Regions from separate parts of the Sus scrofa genome. Here all the other regions are linked to region 3. Evidence: chromatin contacts called from public HiChIP or PLAC-seq and promoter capture Hi-C data. All regions are on one chromosome and are shown on one strand. The core of a region is the stretch at or near the end of the contact, and the rest is flanking DNA. Distances in the headings are between cores, read along the strand shown.

The links. Promoter capture Hi-C pulls out the DNA fragments that hold promoters and counts their contacts. HiChIP or PLAC-seq counts read pairs in DNA pulled down with a chosen protein or histone mark.
Region 1: a contact with region 3 is called in a promoter capture Hi-C map of fetal liver, with 2.9 times the contacts expected there. The contact joins the promoter of IARS here to the promoter of FGD3 in region 3. A contact is called at or near these places in 2 of 5 promoter capture datasets (fetal liver and liver) and 1 of 2 datasets of contacts at active chromatin or transcription factors (alveolar macrophages).
Region 2: an H3K27ac HiChIP or PLAC-seq map of alveolar macrophages shows a contact between it and region 3. The contact joins the promoter of NOL8 here to the promoter of FGD3 in region 3. A contact is called at or near these places in 2 of 5 promoter capture datasets (fetal liver and liver) and 1 of 2 datasets of contacts at active chromatin or transcription factors (alveolar macrophages).

The regions. Positions count from the first base shown.
Region 1 is chr3:42,020,802-42,024,102 of Sscrofa11.1, reverse strand. It overlaps IARS (isoleucine--tRNA ligase, cytoplasmic), which reads left to right and starts at 1,493. Exons shown (of 33, transcript XM_021086986.1): 1 at 1,493-1,630.
Region 2 is chr3:42,051,719-42,054,940 of Sscrofa11.1, reverse strand. It overlaps NOL8 (nucleolar protein 8), which reads left to right and starts at 1,892. Exons shown (of 17, transcript XM_013995776.2): 1 at 1,892-2,231; 2 at 3,203-3,222. CENPP (centromere protein P) reads right to left here and starts at 1,575. Exons shown (of 8, transcript NM_001315813.1): 1 at 1,466-1,575. The coding sequence starts at 1,572.
Region 3 is chr3:42,455,732-42,459,456 of Sscrofa11.1, reverse strand. It overlaps FGD3 (FYVE, RhoGEF and PH domain-containing protein 3), which reads right to left and starts at 2,385. Exons shown (of 21, transcript XM_021088137.1): 1 at 1-2,385. It overlaps BICD2 (protein bicaudal D homolog 2), which reads left to right and starts at 2,636. Exons shown (of 7, transcript XM_021088132.1): 1 at 2,636-3,047. The coding sequence starts at 2,808.

The DNA.
Region 1 (3,301 bases), core at 244-2,743, 430 kb after region 3:
AAGAAATAGCAACAACAACAACAACAAAAAAAAAAAAAAGACAAAAAAGACAAAAAGACATAAAGGAGCTTGTTTCAAAAATAGTAATGCTGTCCTCACCTTTTTTTTTTTTTTTCCCCCAGACATATCTGTCTGGAAACCCTCTGTCTTACTCTAACCTAGGCTGTCTGGATAGATAATAAAATGAACTGACCAAGGTGGCAACTTGAGGAATTTGAAAATTAAAACTCATTCCAAGTACTGCTAGTTAATAAGAGTTCCCCCTTTGGGCAAGGATGTGAAATCCCTTACTCTGACCCCTTTAGGGTGTTCCTAAACCCTAAATAAACTGGTTATATAAACCATAAGTGACTTGAATGAATGCTACACAGACTATCAAAATGTTCTTAGTGAAGCTTATCAACATGTTTTATACATATTCTCAGTCAGATGAGTTTTTTTCCCTGTCCCTCTATCTGATACACTACAGTTACATATATAATCACTCTTAACTTTGTCAAGAGCTAAAATTTAAAATTTCCTTCATAGTGTCTACTGCCAATGCCTGTTGTTTTCATGGCTCCGGAGTCCCTTTGGTTTTTGACCAGGAGATCCAGAATGTGCTGGGCAGACTCACAGCAGTGATAATAAATATATGTTAGCAGACAAATATGCAAATATGTTGTTTTCAATATAGGAGACCTTAAGATGCAGTAATTATAAAGTTTGTCAGACATTTCCTTCCTTTTTGTTACAGCTCTCCATGTGGCTGTTTAACGTAATTTCTGCAGTAAAATTCATTAGAACTCTGGAGGTGGCACTGAAGAACACAGAAGAGGCTTCCCTGAACACCACAGACCATCAGTGCTTCAGCTCCTCCCAGACTTTCTGCAGCTTCTACATTTCCCTAGGAAGTAGGAGTGTCCTTTTAGATAGGCAGGTCAGGAATTTTAGTGTGCAGCAGAATTATACAGGATGCCTGTTAAAATGCATATTTTTGTCACTCCAGGGTCTCAGCAGACCTAGTGCGTGCCCCAAGACTCTGCATTTTTGCAGATTCCACTACACTAAAAAATAGCCCTAATGCTAGGGCTGCTTTACTTAACGGTCACTTAGGAAAGCAGCCTGGAGACTGAACACTCACAGCCGCACAGTTACTGAGTCCACTGTCACTGGATTTGGTTTATGCCTGGTGAGATTGACTTATGTTCTGTATACAGTGAGGTGAAGACCGGCAACGGGAAACGCCCGTATAAAAACATCCAGTCACTATGCACAACATCGGCCTCCTCCCAGTGCCCCTCCCCAGTCAGTCCCCACCCCAGAGGCCACAAAACGGTCCTGTCTACCACCGTCGCCCTTGTTGCGTTGAAGCACCCAGCACGTCGCCGCCACTCACTGGCAGCTGTCCGGGGAGTCGCACTGCCGCTTTCCCAGAGCACACCGCAGTGCAGGTCGGGTGGGCGTGACCCGGGACCCAGGCGGCCAGTTGGCGCCCTGCTTGTTGATAGGTGTGAATCGGAGCTCTCTGATTGGCCGGTGCAGACCGCCCCGCTTCTCCTCGCCTCATGCTTTCAGAACATTGCATCACCTCAGGCCGTCTGGCCCCGGCGTAAGATTTTTGAGGTACTTCGGTCCGAAGGCCCCTCAGGTACGATAGGGGATCTTCAGGTCACCCCGTCCTGCCCGCAGGGACTCCCTAAGGTCACTCTGTCCTGCCTACGGGCCCCTCAGGTACGCCCCTTCCTGCCCAAGGAGACCACACAGAATTTTAAAAAAATATTTCTTCTGGTCTGTGCGTTAGTTTCGTGCAAATCTGTTTCCAAGGGAAAGATGGGGGGTGGCGGCCCGGTCTAAGTGGAGCGAAAGAACTCGGGCTCCGGCAGCAATCCTGGTTTGGCTCGCGGGCGGAGGGTTACATCTCTTGGAAGGGCCTCATATTCAGCCTCGGGTTCTGGTAGTGCTTAAACCGTGGTGTGGTTCTGGGAATTTGGTGTTACCGAGCTTGCTGGAGAGCTTCAGAAGGTGGACGAGATTACTTGGACGGCTAGGTGTTCTTAAGAAAAAATTCTTAGGCTTCCTTGAAGGAGCCTTTATTGCTGGGTGTCTGAGGCTAGAGGGAAGTGAGCACAGCATCCCCGGTCCTCGGCCCTTACACAGTATAATAATACAGTATTCTAAGTGCACAGAGGAAGAAGACAGTTCTAAAGTGGAATCTGGGGGGTGGGAGAAAGAGAACGCTTCTCAGACACTGCAGTGGGTTTGGGGCCTTGAAGATGATTAAGAACTGTGGGAGAAACTCCAGGAGACCATAATGTAAACTATAACAGGATTTTAGGTTTGCGTGATTCAGGAGATGGGAAATTGGTGTAGTAACTGCACCTTAGGGTCTGTGTGAGGAACTAGTGGGAGATGATGCTTAGCTTCCAGCTTTATGAATTTATGATTTTCTTCCTGAATGAAGCGTTTGAAAAGAATACAGAAGAGGTTTTTATTAGATGGGACAGTATTACTTGGAGCATTCATTCAGGTTTTTCAGAGAGCTCAGGAAGCATGAAACCAGAGACAAAGCAGTTGATTTAGGGATCTCTTGTAATATGTTGAACTTTTAAAAAACAAATTTAAAAAGTAAATATCAGTAAGATGGTGGACAATATATTCTCTTCCCAAGTGATTAAAGAGTGAATTAAAGGGAAGAAAAGGCAGCTAAATGTAGATTTGGAGTTTCTACTGTGGCACAACGGTTTCCGTGGCACCTCTGCAGCTCCTGGACGCAGGTTCAATCCCCAGCCCAGCACGGTGGGTTAAAGGATCCAGTGTTGCCCATCCTCAACTGCGGCTTGGATCTTATCCTTGAGCGGGGAACTCCATATGCCGCAGGGCGGCTAAGAAAGAAAAAAAAATTTTTTTGGAAAGATGATATAGTGACTGGGCAGGACAACAGAGTAGAACTGTAGATTTTGAGGACAAAGAAATAATAATGGTAGTCTACATAGGTGACGTGTGAGTCGTGATAGCCATTAACATTAAAGTAGCATTGTGAATATTCACAGCCTTTATTTTGCAGATGATAGAATTGAGGTTTAAAGGTTGAGTAGCTTTTCCTATAGCTCACACACTAAGTTGTGGCACCAAAACTGTCTAATTCCAAAGCCAACCCTCTTATCCATTACTGTTGCCAAGAGGAACCCATGGAGTTGGATAGATTAGAAAGGCAGGTGGGAGGGGTCTCACAGGTGGAAACTAAGGACGCTGACAAAGGGATTCATTCAAACAAATGTTTTCTGAGCACTTAGATTTGTAAGAACATGGCAAGATAATA
Region 2 (3,222 bases), core at 643-3,142, 400 kb after region 3:
TTAGACCTTTCCTCTTCTTCAGTTACGCAAAACACCTGGGCTTTGAAGTTTGTGATCTTTAGGTTCCAATCCAGCTCTAATACTTACATCCTCTGTGACTTTGGCCAAACAGTTTAACTTCTCTGAGCCTCAGTTTTCTTATTTTTTTTTCTTTTTGTTCTTTTGCCTTTTCTAGGGCTGCTCCCGCGGCATATGGAGGTTCCTAGGCTAGCGGTCGAGAATCGGAGCTGTAGCCGCTGGCCTACACCACAGCCACAGCAACGCCAGATCCGAGCCGCATCTTCGACGCACACCACAGCTCACAGCAACGCCAGATCCTTAACCCACTGAGCAAGGCCAGGGATCGAACCCACAACCTCATGGTTCCTAGTCAGATTTGTTAACCACTGCGCCACGACGGGAACTCCCAAGTTTTCTTAACTTTAAAACAGGGTTTACAATAATACCTACCTCAGAAGATTGGCATAGGTGTTAAAAGAGATGATGCACATAAAGACCCTTGCATTTCTCAGTCTGGCACTTGGTAAGTAATGGACAGACCATGACTGTTGCTGGGAACGAAAATGTTAAGATGCTACTGCTCTGCAGCACACAACACTCCAGCTATTTCTACCCCTCAGTTCAAAGGGCTCTGTTCCCCTTTAGACAGGGAGTTCCCCCACCTCTGCTACTGGGATGCTTCCCTACCTGCGGGTATTTGACAATCATCTTTGCAGCTTTTGCCAAATTCTCCTACAAACTATATTCCTTTTTTTTTTTAACCTGAAGCACCTGAAGCATATGAAAATTCCAGGGATAGGGGGTCTAACTGGAGCTGCAAATGCAGGCTGATGCCACAGCCACAGCAACACCAGATCCAAGCCGCATCTGTGACTACATACCAAGCTTTCAGTAACGGGATCCTTAACCTACTGGGCCAGGCCAGGGATCCAAGCTGCATCCTCACCAAGACAAGGCTGAGTTCTTAACCTGCTGAGCCACACGGGAATTCCTTATCTATTTTTCTTACATCAACTTACTTTTTTTAACCTAAATTATTTCTCAGAGGAAATCACCTGTCACTAACATAAACGAAAAACCAGTAAATCAGTATCAATTGTCACAGTTAAGTGACCTATAAAAACAAATAACATGAAAACAAATAGTCATTAAATCTTAACTAGATACTGCTGCCTACTAAAAGCAAGGTTGCTAAGGAAATAAGCAAGGCTTTCACCTAGATAGTTATCAGCAAGAGAAAGAGAACTGAAAGAAAAACACCTTCCCCCTGACTGCGATTAAATCGGTTAATACACGGTAAGCGTTTACAATGCGGCCCACGCGTGGACTCCTCACTCTTAGCTTTGTAGATAATGAGTTCCAGCCCACGTCTGGTGCTCGGGAAAGTCTGTGACCGACGGAGGTCCGAGAACCCGGAGTGGAGAGATTTTCATCCTTCCCACCGAGTCTGAGGAAGGCCACGTACCGGACTGGTGAGGTGTCTTCACCCGGCGCCGGTAGCTCCACGCACGCCCGCCTCAAGGCCTTGATCTCGGCTTCCAAGGCGTCGGCCTCAGCGCGAAGGGAGTCCATGGTGAGGCACTGACAAGAAACTGCCTGGTGGAAGCGCGCCACCGCCCGCTCTTCAAGCCTCGCGCGCGGATGGCGCGAACCATCCCAGAGATCGGCTGGGGAGGCAGGGGAACGGCGCGCGATCCCCTCGCACATACCCAGCGCTCGTAAGCATCCGGGGACCGTTGCTGTCCCTGTGTACTAGTTAACGGCTGTCCCTCCGCAGTCCCTACCTACACTTCAAGAGGTTAATTCCCTCTAACCCGAAGGCCAAGGATGCTGCTGTCCACCCCCGACCCAGAGGCGGCTGGAAGCAACGAGGATGCCTACGTCACAGAAGAGGAGGTTCCGGGAGTGCTGGAACCGAGAGCCTCTGTATTTTTCTCCCCTGCCCCACTTCCGCCGACTTCATCCAGGAGAACACAAAGCGATGACCCTCTTTAGTGTGAATTAGGGAATTTTAGTTTGGGGTCTTTTGCAGAGGTTGACGCAGGGTGACAGGCATCGAGGTCGCTCAGAAGACTGCAGACGAAATAAAGAGCACTGGGGTACTGAGTTTTGTAATGGAACCTTAAGATGCTGGGTTGGAAATAGAGGAGGAAGGAAGAGAGATGGCACTTGTTGGGACACGTGACTAGAAGTCAGGGCCCTAAGCAGCGCTCGACGTAGAGGACGAAGTGGTGAGGAGTGGGTCGGGGCAAGCGATGTCACGGGACAAACTGGCCTACCTTCTCTCTGCTCGCCTTTTGTTCTCAGAGGAAGGAGGCTAGGGCGGGTAGGTTGGGGGCGGCGGAAGCTACCAGTAAATTGTAGATGGCTGCCGGCTCGTGCCCAGACCGGAGCCATGCTCTGGGCTCTTGGGCGCTGTTTTGGGGTCTTTGGGGAGGAGACTGTCAGTTTGGGAGGAGGAGCCGGCTGGGAGCTGAGGCTGCCGGGTCCTAAACTGAATTGGAGATCTCACGACGGGCCTCAAATCACAGAAGAGTTTCCGAGTCGCTTCTGATCCAACAACCTCCCTAGTATAGTGTTAAGAATTACAGGTTCTGAAATTACACTTGGATTATAATCCTGGCTTCACAGCTAATTCTCTGAATGGCATTCGGAAAGTGACTTCACTTACCCTGATAATCTGAAAACCAAATGCCTGCAAACTGCTTCATACAACGCTGGCACATAGTGCCTTAAAAAAAAAAAAAAAAAACAAAACTATGTTAGCGGTATCAATTGCTCTTTGTGTGCCTGAACAACACTGTAGATATTTCTATTGTGACATAGTATTGCAGTACTTTTGCCTGCCTCTCATAGCACTATGGGGTATTAACCTGCCCCATCCCATTCCTGGCAGCGTTTGTTAAAATGAATAAATGAATGTATGAATGAATAAAGGAAAAACACCTAACAATATGGACAAGTAAAAAGAAGGGTATAATATTGTGATCATTTAGAGGGAAAATAATTGCCTGTACTTGTGTCTATGTTGAGGTGCTGTTCCAAAATGCATTCATGGAGGGCTTCAACAGTCTCCAGGGATAAAATTTGAAAGCAGTAAAATAGGAAATGAAACACATGTCCAGGCAACTGGTTTGATATAGAAGGTTCAGGGAAAAGGGTTGGGGTTGGGGTTATTTTAATTTGTTTTGTTTTGTTTTAGATTTGAGAAGATATAAGGGA
Region 3 (3,725 bases), core at 1,136-3,635:
GGTGTGGAGGGGGCAGGGTTTTGAGTTTGGCCAGCTTGGGTCAGAAGGGGCCACCACTTCTCACCATTCCTTCCTCCCACGTTAACCTTGCTCAAACAAGGCTTGTTCCTTCTCCCTGCTTTCCTCTATGATCTCACCCACTTAGACTAAATGATGCACCTAGGCCTGATGGTCTCCTAGGACTTGGTGCTCTCTGTGCAAAAGCCAGGTCAGACAGGCTGACTGGACATCCTACTCCTACTATGGGTAGGAGTATTGCCCTACAATTTTTTTTTAATTTAAAATTTTTATTGAATTTTTTTGGCCATACCTGGGGCATGTAGAACTTCCCAAGCCAGGGATGGAATCCACGCCATAGCAGTGACCCAAGCTGCTTCAGTGACAAAACCGGATCCTTAACCTGCTGAATTTTTTTAAATTTCACAAGTAAAATTATGCCAGTTTTTCCTCATACAAATCAAACCACTGAAAGGAATCAGGGCTCCTTGGAGAAATGGTTGATTCCAGGTCTGGGACAGAGAGTACAAGACAATACTGGAACAACTTTGCTAGAAAGTCAGAAAATGCTCAAAAATCATGGCATGTTGAAAGGACACAGAGCCAGCTGGACGAGCTCCTACTGGCCACATGTGCCATATTTGAACATTTAAGTGAATAAGGAGAGTAATGGATTGTAACTCATTAGGTAAAATAAGAACCCACAAATCCATACCACTAATGAATGAAATATCTTTCGACGAAGTGGAATAAGTACAGAAGGAATGATGAAAACAGAAAAAAAAGTATAATGGTAATTCATTTAGGCAAGAAATATCAATGGAAACTGGTAGAAAGTTTGAGGAACTCATACAACTCAATATCGAAAAAACAAACCACCGATTAAAAAAATAGGCTGGAGACCTGAATAGAAGGTCTCCAAGGAAGATATATGGATGGCTAACAGGCCCATTTAAAGGTGTTCAACATTGCTAGTTATCAAAAAAATGCAAATCAAAACCACAATGAGATATCACCTCACACATCTAGAATGGCCATCATCAAAAGGCCACAAATAACAAGTTGGTGAGGACATGGAGAAGAGAACCCTTGTACACTGTTGGTAGGAATGTTAAGTTGGTGCAGCCACTGTGGAAAACAGTATGAAGGTTCCTCAAAAAACTAAAAATTGAACCATCATATGATCCATTAATTCCACTCCTGGATATATATCCAAGGAAAATACTAATTTGAAAAGATACATGCACCCCAATATTCATAGCAGCATTATTTACAATAGCCAAGTTACAGAAACCTAAATGTCCATTAACAGATAATAAAGATTATGTGGTGTATATATATAAAATGGAATTTTGCCATTTGCAACAACATGGATGAACCTAGTGTATCATACTAAATAAGTCAGACAAATAGTATATGTTATCACTTTTAATAGTAGATAAAGAGATAAAGAGAACAAACTAGTAGTTATCAGTGAGGAGAGGGAAAGGCGAGAGGGGCAAAATAAGAGTAAGGGATTAAGAGGTACAAATTATAAAATACTTAAGCTAAAAGGATATATTGTACAGCATAGGGAATATAATCAATATTTTATAATAACTATAAATGGAGCACAATCTTTAAAAATAGTGAATCATTGTGTTGTACACCTTACTCATGTATCATAAATCAAGAATACCTCAATAAAAATTTCAAGAGCTTGAGGAGTGACGGGATAGTTGCAAAATCTAAACTGCCTTCTCATAGGATAGTAATAACAAAGGAATACCCTTGCCTCCTGACAGGATTCTGCGAATTTAGCACCCTGATGCTCCTGCCAAAGTGCATAACCTAATCTAACCATGGGGATGCATCGGTGTGTACACTTATGGCTTGCATGCCTCAGAAAGATCAAGGTCAAAGAGACAAAGAGGGAGAAAGTCTCCCAGCCTGAGCGAGAGTAAGGACTTAACTAGAACCCATGCTACAAGGGTAGGGCAGGGACGCGACGCTGGCTGGCCACGCGTCTCTGATTCGAGGCCACTGCAGTGACCTGGATAATCCTAGGGCGCATGGAAATGCCTAATTCTTAGAAAACAAGCAGGAGGCGTTTCGTACTTATTTGAGGCGAAGGTGGGCTCTACTGCTAGCGGTTTGACCATATCTTCCACTAAATACGTCCTGGGCTAGGCTGGCCTCGCCTGTCTGAGCCACCGGATTACTGTCCTCACAGCCACCCCGCCCGCGGTGCCCCCGCCGCGCCGGGCGTTCCACTCACGGCGGTTAGCACCGTGCCCGGCTCCACCCACCCACCGCTCAGCGCAGTCCACGGCCACCCCGGCCACCCAGCGCACCGCCGACCCTAGCCTCGTAAGTACCGCTGGGGGCACCGGAAAAATATCAGTTTCCGGCCTTGCGACGGCAGCTGCGCAGGCCAATCGCGGGCGAGGGCTGGCGGTCGTAGGGTACGACGGGTCTTGTAGTCGGTGGGCGAGCGGGACTACGTACCCCACATTGCCCCGCGCGGCGGCTGCGGAGGCGACAGCATGGGACGGGGCGGCCCGGGACAGGGCGCAGGCCAATCACGGGCGGGAGAAGACTGCGCGTGAAGCACGTCGGGTCTTGTAGTTCCCGCGGGCGGGACTGTGGTCCCCACAGTGCCCCGCGCGACAGCGAGCTTACTGCGGCTGCGTGGTGGTGGCGGCGGCGGCGGCAGCGGCGGTGGCCCGGGCGCCGTCGGGCTGGGTGGCGGCGGCGGCGGTTCCAGGGGCGGCGGGCGGGAGCCGGGCTTGAGCCTCGGAGGGAGTGGCACGACCCCGGCCGTGGCCACCATGTCCGCGTCGTCCGAAGAGGAGGAGTACGCGCGGCTCGTGATGGAGGCGCAGCCGGAGTGGCTGCGCGCAGAGGTGAAGCGGCTGTCGCACGAGCTGGCCGAAACCACGCGTGAGAAGATCCAGGCGGCCGAGTACGGGCTGGCAGTGCTTGAGGAGAAGCATCAGCTAAAACTACAGTTTGAGGAGCTTGAGGTGGACTATGAGGCTATCCGCAGCGAGATGGAGCAGCTCAAGGAGGTAAGGAAGGGCGGCCGCCGCCACGCCCTCCGCGCCCCCACCCCGGCCAATCCCCACACCCGACCCGGACTCCTCACCCCCGGGTCAGACAGACGTCAGCGCCGACCCCAGAGCTGTCCTCCGACCCAGGCCAAACTGACCTCGACCCCGGGACAGGCGGACCCCCGAACCGACCTCATATCCCAGGCCTTTCAGGCCAGCACTGGGGCGCCCTGGGTCGGAGGCTGCGCTGCTGTGGGGGGCGGGCCCCAGATGTGGTGGGCAGTGCGCGCTGTAGAAATTCTGGTCTCTGTGGCAAGGGCTGCTGTGGGGCCGTGTGGCCAGCCTGTCTACAGGCTCCTGATGCCAGGTCTTGGGCACGGTGGGGTGGCGTCCTTTGCGGTATTTGGCTTTCTGGGTGGGGGCATGGGATGGACACAGGTGACCGCCTGGGGAAGGACAGGCACATTACTTCTTTCATCTGGACTCAGCCGCCTTCAGCGGTCTCACAGTCTTCCGTGAACGCTGTGAGGCCATACCAGGGCCAAGTCGGGGGCTTGCTTTGCATGTGGCCACTGCCTGGACTACCCCACTGTCCCTCCCCGTGCTCAGCTCTCTCTGACCTCCCCACTAGTTACTTCTCTGGGATACAGTGCTTCCTTTGTCCACTTCCTGTCCTGGCTGCCTTCTCAGGCCCTT